Regions from separate parts of the Rattus norvegicus genome. Here regions 2 and 3 are each linked to region 1. The links are chromatin contacts, called in public Hi-C and HiChIP or PLAC-seq maps. All regions are on one chromosome and are shown on one strand. The core of a region is the stretch at or near the end of the contact, and the rest is flanking DNA. Distances in the headings are between cores, read along the strand shown.

What was found. A called contact is a pair of places that touch in the nucleus more often than the background predicts. HiChIP or PLAC-seq counts read pairs in DNA pulled down with a chosen protein or histone mark.
Region 2: a contact with region 1 is called in an H3K27ac HiChIP or PLAC-seq map of oligodendrocytes, with 3 times the contacts expected there. The contact joins the promoter of Ndufv2 here to the promoter of Ralbp1 in region 1. A contact is called at or near these places in 4 of 12 Hi-C or Micro-C datasets (the A7r5 cell line, Schwann cells, hepatocytes and 1 more) and 1 of 1 datasets of contacts at active chromatin or transcription factors (oligodendrocytes).
Region 3: a contact with region 1 is called in a Hi-C map of mammary epithelial cells, with 1.9 times the contacts expected there. The contact joins the promoter of Ankrd12 here to the promoter of Ralbp1 in region 1. A contact is called at or near these places in 2 of 12 Hi-C or Micro-C datasets (frontal cortex and mammary epithelial cells).

Annotation. Positions count from the first base shown.
Region 1 is chr9:112,937,151-112,941,887 of GRCr8, forward strand. It overlaps Ralbp1 (ralA binding protein 1), which reads right to left and starts at 2,509. Exons shown (of 10, transcript NM_032067.2): 1 at 2,268-2,509.
Region 2 is chr9:113,155,462-113,160,198 of GRCr8, forward strand. It overlaps Ndufv2 (NADH:ubiquinone oxidoreductase core subunit V2), which reads right to left and starts at 2,059. Exons shown (of 8, transcript NM_031064.2): 1 at 1,955-2,059. The coding sequence starts at 2,005.
Region 3 is chr9:113,132,596-113,137,332 of GRCr8, forward strand. Ankrd12 (ankyrin repeat domain 12) reads right to left here and starts at 2,167. Exons shown (of 13, transcript NM_001108238.1): 1 at 2,081-2,167. Ndufv2 (NADH:ubiquinone oxidoreductase core subunit V2) reads right to left here. Exons shown (of 8, transcript NM_031064.2): 8 at 4,710-4,737.

The DNA.
Region 1 (4,737 bases), core at 1,259-3,758:
GTGTGTATAGGACAATAGATTTTATACACCTCTGTATTGTTTGTTAAGAAGAGAGAACTTGGGTTGGGGATTTAGCTCAGTGGTAGAGCGCTTGCCTAGGAAGCGCAAGGCCCTGGGTTCGGTTCCCAGCTCCGAAAAAAAAGAACCAAAAAAAAAAAAAAAAAGAAGAGAGAACTCTGACCATCTGAATGTGGCTCTTATCCTCCTCCAAGTTCTCTCTACTCCTGTATTCTAAATAATCTGCATTTCCCCCATGCTCTGTCTCACATATATTAGCATAAAGTCTATCAGAGACTTTCTTTTTCAAAGAAAATAATAGCTGGACACATATCTAATCCCAGCACTTAGGAGCCAAAAGCAGGAAGATCTCTGTGTTGAAGCAGCCTGGTCCACATAGGGAGGTTCCAGGCTAGCCAGGACTTCACAGTGAGACCCTGCCACCCCCATCTACCCCCAACCCCAACACACAAAAAGAAAATAACAGAACATACTTTGGGATAGTGTTCTGTAGTGTTGTGGACCTAATCTTCTCTTTGCCAAGCTATGACTATGCAAATTAACTGTACAAAATAAAGTTAATATTCATTTTTTTAGATTTGTATTATCTTTAATTACAGGGGGAGGTGAGCCACTGCCTGTGAAGACCAGGTGTTGGGTTTCCTGGGAGCTGGACTTACAGACAGTTGGGAACAGTTTCTGGGGAGCAAACCCTGTAACTCTCCAAGAGTCATACTGCGAACGTCTTAACCAGTGTGCCCTGTCTCCAGCCCCAGTACTCAATTTTTAAAATACCACTTCTGTCTCTCTAAATTATGAGGAAAACGGTCCCTGTAAACTTATGAGAAACCACCGTTTAAAAAGACAGCAAATTCAGTCATCTTACCTTGTTTCTAGATACTCTGTGATTTGTTTTTTGAGACAGGATTTCTCTGTTTAGCCCTGGCTGTCCAGGAACCCTCTCTGTAGACAAGGCAGACCTGGAACTCACAGACATTTTCCTGCCTCTGCCTCCAGAGTGCTGGGAATAAAGGTATGTGCCACCACCAGCCGGCTTCTAGATACTTTGTTTTAAAAATTATTTAACAGCAGCTGCTATTAAACTAACCTATCTCTCTCCAATCTATGGGACACACTGAAAAAGTAGAAGCTCCAAACCCCTGTAAATGCCAACACCACTAAAAGGAAGTTATTCATTTCGAGGAAGATACCCAGGACCTTGAAATCATCGATATAATTCCTAGTACAGAAAGTGATGGGATCTTTCCTTTCCAAGTGCTAGCACCTGAACACTAAATCCAAAGTAGGCCTATTAACTTATCACTAAGGTCTTGGTCAATAACTGCCAGGTATGAGTAATGCTTCCCAAGCTACTCAGTGGTAGCCCACTGGCATTCATTCCATCAACACCACTGAGGCTGGGCAGTGGAACAGCTCGATGTACACAGTGTATAGCACACTTCTGTCACAGGCATAGACCTCCAAACGAAAACGGCTGTGATCTCCAATAACATTAGGGTAACTGCGCTGTTCTCTCTGGAAGAATCCTTGTAATGATCCCCAAACTTGAACCAGCACTACTTCAGAAGACTGGGAAGTGGAATATTTTGTCAAACTCTGTTTCACTGCGACATATTTAAAAGACGGGAAAAAGAAAGCTGGCCTGGACTAAGAACACTCCGGCATGAAAACGCGTTGAGAACGAAGCTCTCAACTCCAGATCTGGCCGAACACTTCCACTGAACCCTGAAACAAGGACCGCTACAATCAGGGTCGCCCCCCTGCCCAACGCAGGCTACGAGCCACAGCAGGAGCTGTTCCCCGACTCCACCCCGCTTGCGGAGACAGGTGGGCGAGCCAGGTGAGACCCATAAACCGGAAGACTGCGTCAGGCCAGTCCCCCGCCGCAGCTCCGGCCAGGTGTGGCCCGCAGGGATGCCCCGCGGCCTGGAAGATCCAAGGAAGCAGCTGGGCTCCCAGCTAGCCCCTGGCTCCCACAGCAGCACAGGACACACCGGGAGGTCCCAGGGAGGCCTGTCCGGCAGGCGGGGTGACCCACCCCAAAGGAGCAAGCTCGGGGAGTGAAGCCTTCGCGGACAACGTAAGGCGGGGCAGCCACGCCCCCCACCCCCAACTCCAATTCCGAGCCCCGGATCCCAAGCCCAGCACGCTGCATGACAGGCGCGGGCGCAAGGCCGGGCGCCGGACGGCTCCCACAGACACCACTGCAGCGCTGCGACCCCCGCGAGCCAACGCTCCCCGCCACTGACCAGTGCCTGCCGCCGAGCGACCGTCCGCTCCGCTGCAGCCGCCGCCTCCTCGCACTCACGCTGCCGCTACAACCGCCGCCTCCTGCGCTGCCCCCCTGGCCGGCCGCGGGAGCCCCATTCCCACCCCGCCCAGCCTCCGCCTGTTTACAATGATTGGGACAGAACAGGACGAGCCGCCCAGCGCGCACGCGCACGCCCTCCTCCCGCCGCAGCCGGCTTCCCGGGTCCTCCGATCCTTGGCCGTGACGGCTAGGGGCGTCTAGGGCAAACGCCCCTTGTCCTCGCACGGGGCACGCCGGGAGTTGTAGTTCTTGTAAACCCGCCACCCCCGCCACTGCAGGCCCGTGTCTCGGACACAAACCACAACACCCAGAAAGCATCGCGCCTCACGAGATGGAACTCGTTGGGGAAACAGGGAACCCGCGAGAGGATGCGCCAAGCGCTAAGGCTCTGCAGGCGCCTGCGCAGTGTCCTGGGGACCGAGTGGAACACACACCTACCGGAGCGAATCCCAGTGAAAACAGTGTGGGATCCCTGCGGAGCTCTGCAGGAAAGAAAGCGCAATCCTCCCCAAGCTCTGGCCGGGTGTCCGCAGCTATCGAAAATGACACTTTCCCCCAAGCGTCTGCGTACTTTAGTGGTTCCGACCAGTTAAACCAGCCTGGGCTGCCGACCCACCCCGCCTCTGGGCGGAGCACCTTGCTGGCCTTCTTTGGGCGGAGATCTTCAGTTGGAGAATTCTTGCCTTGGGGTTTGGAGAAAGGAAGCTTTTGGGGCCTATGCGGGGAAGTCCGCAGGATCCCTTTAGTGTGTTGGCTTGCGGGGAACTGCTGACTCCCACCCACTTAGCTCAGCAGTTAGCAATCAACCCCCGAGTTAAAGCTGCACAGCATCATGTTCAGCTCGCAAACAGAAACAGCTGAATATCCTCCCGAAGTCCTCCATGAAGGACTGAAGGAGTGTTCTCCGGTGTATACCGTGATAAACAGCAGTCCTTTGAAGTATTCTGGGTTTATAGCATTGGCAGTCAGAAGAGAGATGAGATTTCTAGTGTATGCTTCTTTCCGAGAGCCATATGGATTTCGATGATCCGTCCTGTACTATGCCCCCCAGCCATCTTTCCTCAAATATGACAAGTCCGTTCCTTGCGCAAGAGTCACCCTCAGTGGAACACTGAGGTCCTAGAGGGATCTTTCCAGAACCCCTGTAGCAATAAAACAGCCTCCAGGAGAAGCTGGCCTGTGAGTATGCCAGTTAAAATGCTCCTTCCCACTGGCAGTTCTGATATGGCCAAGGGATAGGCACTGGTCTGAGCAGGGCTTTATGAACCCTCTCCTGACATTGACATATAAAATAATGAGGTGGGGAAAGAGGCGTTCTTTACTGAGTAATTCACCGGTGGTCATATTTACTGCAACATCACGTGGCCTGTCCACTGGAAGTGAATGAAGCTGAAAGAGAGTTAGGGGACACAGCAAGGTAGAGGGAAAAGCAAGAGCGGTCAGTTAGAGTGAAGACTGACTCCCTTCTGAGATCCTTAAGTGCTGTGTTTATGTGAGCCTCAGCGGGCGAGCCAATCCAGGAATAATCTTTACACACTTTTTATTATTCAATTGTGCTAATGGAGGTATTTACAGGGCTGTTTCTCAGCATTTTCCCCTCCCACTTAAGGAGCACCACAGAACCATTTACTCTGGTAACTGTTTTAGAAATAAGCATCATGTCCAAGCAGAACCCACGAACCCACAGAGACAGATGGAGGCTTCCACTAAACCGCAGCTTCCTTTCTTTTCTGGTACAGTGAAGTATTTGAGGTCTGCAAATCTAGGAACCATTTGTCTCCTGCCGGGGCAAAGCTAAACAGAATTCAGGGAGAGGATGAAGTTAAAAATATCAAACAAATACAGCATGTTTTGGGACAAAAGGTAGGCAGGTTCATTTGCTGCCCATTATTAAAAAGATGGGTCTTGTTCGTCTTTTGCAGCTCTACAGACTGAACATAGGGCCTTAGGAACACGAGGCAAACACCAGGCTCCAGCTCTAGCAAGAGTCCAGGGCTCTCTAATCCAAACATTCTTCAGCTATGATGCAAACTTTCTGCCTGTGCAACATCCATCCAAGCTGACTTGCATCACCCCCACGGGACTGAGGATAGGAGAGCTGATGTGAACATAAAACTTGTTGCTCCACGACTGTGGCTCTCAACCTTCCTGATGCTGAGACCCTTTATTTAATTCAGTCTCTCACGCTGTGGTGACCCCAACCATAACATTATTTCCATTGCTACTTCACAACTGTAATTTTGCTACTGTTGTGAATCGTGGTGTAAACATCTGTGCTTTCCTGTGGTGATAGGTGACCCCTGTGGAAAGGTCGTTTGGCCTCAGGGGGTGGCGTCCCACAGGTTGAGAACCACACTGCTCTGCAAGGGAGCAGGTGCCTAGTCCTGTCCCAGAAGTCTCATAACCTC
Region 2 (4,737 bases), core at 809-3,308, 220 kb after region 1:
AAAACAACAACACCCACAAAACAAAATCCTGCTTTTCAGTTACTTCTTGTTACCCTTTGCCTCAGGAACAAAAGAAACAAAAGATGTCTATAGGAACTTTTTTTTCTTTTTTTTCCGGAGCTGGGGACCGAACCCAGGGCCTTGGCTTGCTAGGCAAGCGCTCTACCACTGAGCTAAATCCCCAACCCCATCTATAGGAACTTTTATGCCCCTACTTCTCCTCCTCAACCAGATGTTTCACACAGCCTCTCTTACCTATGTGACCTTCCAGTGTCTGACTCCAACCAGACCTATTCCACCCCCACTCCTGCATCAGTCATCTACTCAAAGCAGGACCCTTACTCTACATAAAGCCTTTCCCTGACTCTTTACTACTCTACACTACCACGGTCTCCTTTTAGTTTGTTGTAGGGGGCTGGGATTTGAGTTGGGGATATTTTACAGACAGGAATTTATATAGGCCAGGCTGACCTCAAACTGAGCATATAGCTAATGATAACAAGCACTCTCATGGTCCTGCCTCTAACTCCTGAATGCTAGGATATCACATGTGGCCAGCCATACTCATATGTACCTTATGAGTGTTCTTACATGAAGTAACCCCACAAAAACCAGACTCGTTTCTAATTTGTAGTGATGAAAACACTGCACCACCCTCTAAGATATAAATTCGCCTATTAAACACACAGCAAAGGGCCATCAAACATCACCCATCGTTACTATACTCCAGCAGGACACGGAAGCTCACACCTGTAATCTCAGCACTCGAGGCAAGGCAAGAGGACCAACAAACATTCAAGTCCAGCATGGCCCACTTTGCAGGCTCCAGGCCAGCCAGGGCTGCATGGTGAGATCTAATTTCAAAAGGAAAAAAAAAAAAGTACTATAATCCAATCCACATTGTTACCTGGACCTAGAAATACATTCAAACAACTAGGGACAGACTCAATATTCCCATTTCACATCTGAAGAAACAAAGACTAATTGCTCTAGATCATGTCACATAACTACAAAAGGTCACCTGGGATGCTACCCTTCAAAACACAGGTCTAAGTCTAAAGAAAGCCCTGAATGGATTCTATACTAATACATACTGTGTTTTGTTGAACACCAACTTAATTTTTGTTTTACTGCTGGGAAAATAAAAATCCAACCAACCAAACAAGGCTTTTTTCTATCCTGTAATTGCTGTGTAGTTAATTACGACAGCCATTATTTACTGTGTGCCCCTGCACTCTCCGGACACAAGTCACACACGTGAAGGTCAGAGGACAACTCACACCTGAAGGCCTTTCCACACTGAGCGATCTCGCAGGCCCTGAAGTCTGCATTTTAGGTTCGCTTCAGTGTTTCAACTTCAGTTCAATTCCTTTGCCTATCTGAGACGTACCTGACAATCAAATGATCATAAAGCTACGCCTCTTAATCAATGCTACTATTCTTTCACGGTTAGTTCCTACGATTTTCTGCGGAGCATTTCCTATAGTGAATGGACAACTTCAGTAAATGAAACGCTGGTCACCTTCATCTAGGCCTGATGAAGGAACTCGGCAAGCCTTCACCAAGCACATCAGCGTTTTCTCCAGCATGCCTTTAATTCTGTTGCAGCGTTGCCGCTAAGTCTGACAGACAAGAAGCCCCTTTCTTCGCTGCCGGGTTCCTGGAAGCAGCAGGCCGCCAGGATCTCACTAGGTTCCGCACCGGGACAAATGACAACCGCCTTCCTGACCTTGACTAAGTTAGGGTGACTTTCCGGGCCCGGTGCGGGCGGCCGGCCACCCGCCGCCGCCGCAGCTGAGGGGCATCCCGGAGGCACCCAGGACGAAGGCCGCGGCGTCTCCGCCATCGCCAGCTGACCTATCCAGCACCCTGGGGTCTCCGGGTACCAAAGCTAAGAGAAACATAAAGAGCGGCGACTATGGCGACAGTGCCCGCTTCACCCCGAGCCTCTTACCCACTGAGCGGTGAGGCCGGACGCCCTGGCCCGCAGCGCCAAGGAGAACATGGCGGGGTACGCGGTTCTCCGACCCTGGCCGCTCTAGGCTGACAGGGAACGAACGAGCCTGGAGGCCCGGCGGGCGCGGCCCCGAGCCCAGGACGCACGGCGCGCGCGCTCACGAGCCCGGGACGCACGGCGCACGCTCACGAGCCCGAGCCTGGGCGTCTGGAAGAGTGCGCAGCTCCAGGCGCCCGGGCGCGCGAGGGCGCGCGTGGCCTGCTGGAACAGCCCAATCCCTAAAAGGCCGGCTGGGCAAGCTGAGTCCCGGCCCTGAGGACGAAGCGGGCCTCCTGGAGGATCTTGTGTTTGTTCTGTCAAACACCTCTTCTGGTATTGCAGTTACTTCCTGCACAATCCGGTCGGCTGAGACTTATCTTACACCCGATCGTACTTAAAGGGCTGCCACTTAGTGGACCTGAACAGCAAGTGCCTTGTCTTCCAAGACTTCGCTTTTAGAGTCTGTAAAAGGATAGGCTAGCTGGAATTGACTTCGGAATGCCAGGAAGTGGGAGGTAGAAATGATGACTGTCGATGCTACGCGCTCGACGAACAAATATTCTTTGTGCTTGTGTATGCTCTAGACATTTTCCATAGTGAAACTGGTGGAGGTGGGGAAGCCACTGAGTTCTTGATATGTGGTTGATCTCTGGAAATTCCTAGCAGCTATAGTAGGCATCGTGCTGTTTCCAGCTTTAGATATTCACACAGGTTCTGCGTGATCCTCCTCAACCTTCAGACAAGAGCATACCGCCATGTTGGACTTTTAACTTATTTTTGACTCTTCCTTTGACTGTCATTTTGTGTGTGTCTTCTCCTGTATCTACCCCTTTCCTTTTGCTATAATAAAGTTGTGAATAGTTCCTGGAATTTTGACAACAGTATGTAGAGTCTGAAAGGTTATCCTTCAAAAAAGAAACCTAACATAATCCATTGAATCATACTCTACAAATTATTCGACTCAAGAGACAGCGTTTCCAATCAATGATACTAAATACCTTGGTTCTTACTGCATTATCTCCAGTATTAGTTTGCCACTTCTAAATTTGTTTCAGTACTTCTCTGAGGGACTGAAAAGATACTGAAGAAGAAAAGATAATTCGTATCCCAATGTCCATTTATATTATTGTGTGTGCACACCCAAACGTGTTGTCATTAGCAGCAGTAATAGTTTGGCCTTTCAGAGTTTCATGTAGCCCAAGCTGGTCTCAAGCTCGCTATAGGTAAAGCTAGTCTTGAACTCATGACCCTCATGCCACCACCGTTCAAGCATCACCACCAAACCCAGTTCACCTGACACTGATACACGCGATTCTTAAACAACTAAAATCAGATCACCTTACAAATTAAGCCAAAGGACCTCCTAGACGGATGGTACTGTGTGGATTCTTCAACGTGGCTTCATCATATTGTATTAGGGGTCTCTCAGACCTCCTAGTCTAGATTAGTCATGGAGGTACCACAAAAATATGCCTGCCTCCCTTGCCACCCGATTCTAACCTCCATGGGGAAAGAATTTCCCATCTTCTTAAGTTCAGCATCTTGTACTATACTTAGCATATGAAAGGCAGTCCAACCTGGACTCCAGTAAACTTCTTTTCCAACGTCAGGAAAACTACTCTTCATATACTGCATTCAAATCTTCAGTTTGGCATTGGAAGGTGTGCTTGGGTTTTGAACAGAACTAGCAGGCAGGTTTAGAAGCAAGGCACTGCCATACTAGGGCAGATGAGGGGCAATGAGAGAGCATTGAAGATGCTAAGAGAGGGTCCCATGGAGGCCCAGCCTTCTGCCTTCATTCTAGCTAAGTCAGGCTTCCAAATCCCCAACCACCTGCTTTGCAATGGGCTGATACGAACCCTGATTCCCAGCCACAGGCTCCCATGACTACACTCCCTGCTTCATCTGAGCTGGACTCAGACAGCCTCACCTCAGGATTCCACTCCTCATCCCATCCTTGCCCCTTGCCTGCCCCTGCCTCCTGCCCACCTTGGGGTGATGCAGTGATAGATTGGAATGGCATATCCCAGCTGGCCCACGCTGGGGCAGACCCCTGAACAATCCATTCAAGTGACCAGCTTAGTATAAAGGAAGTTTATTTCAGAAGGGAAAGGGGGATAGAGGAGGACAGAAAGAGAAAGAAGAGATAGAGAGGAAGAGAGGAAGAGGGGAAGAGGCCAACTGGCCAAGGACACATGGGGAAGGTGTGGTGTGTGTGTGTGTGTGTGTGTATGTGTGTGTGTGTGTGTGTGTGTATGAGAGAGAGAGAAGAGAAACACAACACACACACACACACACACACACACACACACAAACTGAGAACCGAATTTGTCCTTATATGTGAGCCAGGCTCATACATGGCTATTGCTAGGTAACTATTGGGCTGAGCCCAGAGGGAATGCTAACAGGGTGGACAGTCCCTCCAGTCGTTTAGTGTGCTGGAAATTTCTTTCTGCTATTCTCTTCCTCAGGCTATGCTGAGCTCTTCCAATACATTCTTGCACTTGTAAAAAGCTCCGGTATCTCTTTTCCTAGATATCTTAGTTAGCATTTTCTGCTGTGAACAGACCATGACCATGGCAACTCTTACAATGACAACATTTAATTGAAGCTGGCTTACAGGTTCAGAGGTTGGTTCAATCCATTATCACCAAGGAGAGAGCAAGGCAGCATCCAGGCAGGCATGGTACAGGAGGAGCTGAGAGTTCTACATCTTCATCTGAAGGCCACTAGAAGACTGG
Region 3 (4,737 bases), core at 917-3,416, 200 kb after region 1:
TGCAATGCTGGGGCTGAAATTCGGGGTCCCACCCAAGCTACACCCCCACAACACTGTGATCTGAATAAAAGCATCTGCTTTCCCCACGTACTCAACTGGCTCCAGATAAAGTCCAGCCATTATTTTTTCCAATACCGAAACTGAAGAACATCTTCAGCAACTGAGTTCTTTCACTGTTGTGCTCTCTCTCTCTCTCTCTCTCTCTCTCTCTCTTTGCACTCTACCACTGAGCTAAATCCCCAACCCCTCACTGTTGCTCTCGAAACTCCTCCTCCAATACATTTCATAGGGTGCATACCCAGAGATCCCCACGGTCTCAACCATCCACAGTCAGTGTTGACAATTTTAAAGTACACAAACTGTAACAAACTGAGAACTGCTTCCAACTTTCAATTCTAATATTCCTTCCACAAATACCCTTAACCCCATGGTTTCATTCCCAGAGAACTTTGTCAGTCTCTAAAACAGAACACATATGGTGAACAATTAAGTTTGTCCTGGGTCAAGTTGTCTTGTAGTGTTAGAAATTCGACTGGTACTTCTATCGATTGTAAAAACTCTTAGGTAGTGAAGCCGTTCTCTCTGCATCTATAACCTCAGGGCGAAACGTTGCATGCTCTTACATATTTTTGCTTTTAATCCAAATGAAAGCGTTCTCAAGACATTAACAGGAGGAGGTCAAGATGGCTCAGAGCATAAGGGTGAGGACCACCAAACCTAAGTGCCTGAGTTGGAGCTCTGGAACCCCAACTATAGGAAGTTGTCCTCTGCCCGCCACATTTACCATGTAAACAAATGTATTAAAATATTAAATGTCATACTGAAATGTGTTTAAGGGTACTATAACTTCTTCATCGTTACGTCAGCGATTCTAATGAATTTTTGCTTTTAAGCCATTTGGCACCAAGAGAGCACATTTTGCCAGTTCTGAGTTAATCTTCAGGAAAGCCTTTGTGTAACGCTTGAAGAAGATGAAAAAGATCAGTAGCCAAGATTTTTAGACGCCTACTTTGGCATATGTTTTTAATGAACGGATGACTTACTCGAATAGTTCATCTTCCTTTATAATTGACCCAGACCATTTAAAATAAGGAGAAACACATGGCTGAGGATGCGGGTTCATCTCAACCACAGAATTAGCGATAATCCCAAAGCGTCACTGATCGCCGGATTTGCAACATACTTCACCCCAGTTCAAGGGGTGTCTAGCGGAAATTACAGTCTCTATAACCACACTGCTTCAAATGTTTCCGACGTACTCAACTAGTGCAATACTGTTCATTTCCATTCTCAACTATTCTCACTGTAATTATTAAAACAGCTGTCAGCTGGGTTTCGGCAACCTCTTTGTACAGCCTTTTTATTCAACGCCGTGGATCCTGAAGGATGCGTCATCCCCATATTACTCTTCAAAAATCACATCTAAGATTCCAATGCACTCTAAGGGTCTCTGAACATCATTCCAATCGAAACTGGCACAAACTAGACCTGATCGCTCAAGGCGGCAAGGGAAGGTCGCACTGGCATTTAGGACAGCACTGGCTCCGCGAGCCGCAGCAATTTCGCTTTCACGCACCTCTCCCGGGACCATCGCGCCTCCTACGCCCCGGGCCGCACCGAGTCTCCGACATCCGCGCACGCAGCGCGGCTGGCACCGGGAGCGCGCGTCGGCACGGCGCGCCCCCGCGATGCCGTCCGTCCCGGTGCGCTGGCAGCGCCCTCCCGGCCGCGCCATGTTCCGGTAAGCGGCGGCCAAGGCGCTCGCGCTAGCCGCCGCCCGAGCGTCGCCCAGCGGCGGCCCCACCTGCACCGCGACGGGTCAGGATGCCGGGCGGGGCGGCCACCAACGGCCTGTCACGGGCCGGACGGCCGCGCCGCGGGCTGGGCTGGGCCGGGCCGGGCGGCGCGTGGCACACGGCTGGGCGCGGCTGGCACAGGCGCAACCCCCTACCTGGCTCCCGGGAGGGGACGGGGAACCCGACTGAGGGCTGAGGGTCTCCTCCCTGGTGCCCGGGACAGACTCGAAACCGCGCCCTCCTTCCTCCCCTCTGGTCGCCACGCCCCCCTGGCCCGCACGGACCCGAGGCTCGGCAGGCTCAGAAGGGTTCACCCCCTGAACGAGGACCTCCGGGTGGCCGCCGCTGCCGGTGTCTCCGTCGCCGCTGCAACAGCCCCTGATGCCGCCGGGGCCAGGCTTGAAAACATCTCCGGTCTTGGTCGGTCTCTCACCACAGCCTCCTTGCTCTTGGACAGCGTTCTCCGCGATTGGCTGCGGCGCGAGCACGTGACCCAGACGGACACGTGACTCCTGCAGGCACGGGACGGGCGGCGTGACCGCCGTGCCCCGCCCCCGACGCGCCCGTCCCTGGGCTCTCCGGAGGAGCGGAGCCTGCGGCGGCGGGTGGCGGTCGTGGGGAGCTGAGCTGAGCGGAGCGGAGCTGGTGGAGGGGGCCGGAAGTCCTGAGCCTCCGGGGCCGGCCGCGCCCGAGGAGCTGTGGGAGCCGCCGCGTGGGAGTCGGAGCCGCCCTGGAGCCGCGGGCTACTGGCGCTCCGCACACGCAGCCTGGTACCACCACCCCAGATGTGCAAAAGGTGGCGTGGGTGCCGGCGCTCGGCGGAGGAAACGCACATATTTTTGCAGGGTTTGAGTTGGGACGGCAAAACCAGCTGGAGGCCGGGAGGGTTTCGTTAGCGGTGGTCGCGCCGGCGAGAGGACACCGCTGCGCGGTGGGGCGGGTCCGGGTTGCGTGTCTGCGCCGGTGTGAGGCGCGGACCGAGGGGCGTCCAAGCCAAACGCACCCAGTGCCCAAAGCACGGCTGTGAGCACTGGTTGCAGAGAACGTGGCATTATGCCCGGTTCTAGCCACGCCATCCTTTGACCTTTTTGAACAGAAATTTCACTAAATTTGTCCGTGTGGTACTAAGTCTCATAGGGCAGGTGGGGAAATTTTTACCATCGCAGCAGCAGCTTGTCCTCAGACTTCCTTCTGAATGCTTTTTATCTACAGCGGTTAGCCTGCAACCGTTGTGCCTTAACCACCCAAGAAGTTACATACTCCACAGGAAACCATCTTCTCCCTCATCGTTAACTGTGGCCTCCTTCAGTATCCGTTAGGACCTTAATGGGGAGTCTAACAGTCCTACCAATAAGCTGAAAATTCTGACGTGACTTTTAGACTTGACAGGGACATAAACCTGCATTTTTAAAAAATCAAGATAGATTTTCTTCCTTGTCCTCACGTATAAAAAAATTTTCAGTATGAACAGTAGGAAACTACTTTGCTGCTATCGGAATATAACAACTTGGATATGTGTCACAAACAAAAAGTTTCTCTTTATGATTGGGGGAGGAGAGGGGGCGGCAGAAATATTGTTCCTTTATAGAGCTCTATATATGTGTGTAATGGGGACAGAACCTATGTCCTTTCGAATGCCAGGCAAGTACCCAACAGTGGTGTATGTAGAGAGCTATATTTCTCGCAAAATATAGCTTTAAAGACCTACCTTAAACCCTAAATCATAAGCACTCAGACCAGTCTGTCTTTATAGGCAGAGGTGGAGAGGTGGCTTAGGGGTTAAAAGCACTGTTGGAGTACCTGGATTCAGTTGTTCCTAACACCCACAGGACCACTCAAAACCATATGTAACTTCAGTTCCTGGGTGTCTGATGTGCTCTTCTGGCTTTTGTGCACACCAAGCACACAGGCAAAACACTGATGCACATAATATAAATCTAGCTTTTCTTTTTTTTTTTTTAAGAGTCTCATTAAGTAGCCCTGTCTGGTGTGGACTTCCATACCTTGACCAGGCTGACTTCAAACTCACAGAGTCTGCCTCCTGAGTGCCTACTACTCCAGTGAGACACCTGTAAGGCCACTGGCATTGATAAATCCTGAAGCAATCTGATTATTCTATGAATTAAAACTATTTCTAGTCTGCATTTTTAGAATTGAATGTAATAGCTTTATTCATACAAGTCTATATTGTACAACTAACCAACTCTACCAGTTATTCCTTAGGTGCTTCCAGTATTAAAAATATAGCCAAAAATGTCCAAACTCTGCCTTAAAAAAAAACAAAAACCAACAACAACACATCCAAGGTTAAATAAGTGTGGTGGCTTTTAAATACCTTTAATCCCAGCATGTAAAGGCATGGCCAAAACATGGACTAGATTTGAGTTCTAGTCCATCCTGGTCTACAAAGTGAGATCCTGTATCTAAATAAGTATCTAAATATTACTTTTAATTTTTCTTCTTGTAAGTAATGCTTTTACTATAATCCCAGAACTTGGGAGGCAGAGGCAAAACTACTCCCCGTTGAAGGCCAGCCTGGGAAGCAGACAAGCCAGGCTACGAAGTGAGATAGCAAACATAACTGAGAGAAAACCCTCTACCCTTGTCACCGGTCAGAAACCCCAGAACAACTATGCTCAATACTAAAACACTTAGGGAATATCAACATAAAGCTTAAAAAACTTTAACAGAATGTGGCTGTGTCTAAAGATACAAAGGAAAATGTACTTGACGTTTTGCAAACCTTTACTTCACAGTATCACTGGTGTGGATGGGCAGCACTTAGTACCTAATTATGTTACAGGTGGACTGAGATGGTAGCCCTCTTGTTCTCACATGATTTCTAACAGCTGGAAGTTACCAGATCACTAACAAGATATGCAGGTGAGAATAAGCAGACAGTATAAGCTCATGTAGTAGGTTCATATTTTATTTCTCCAGT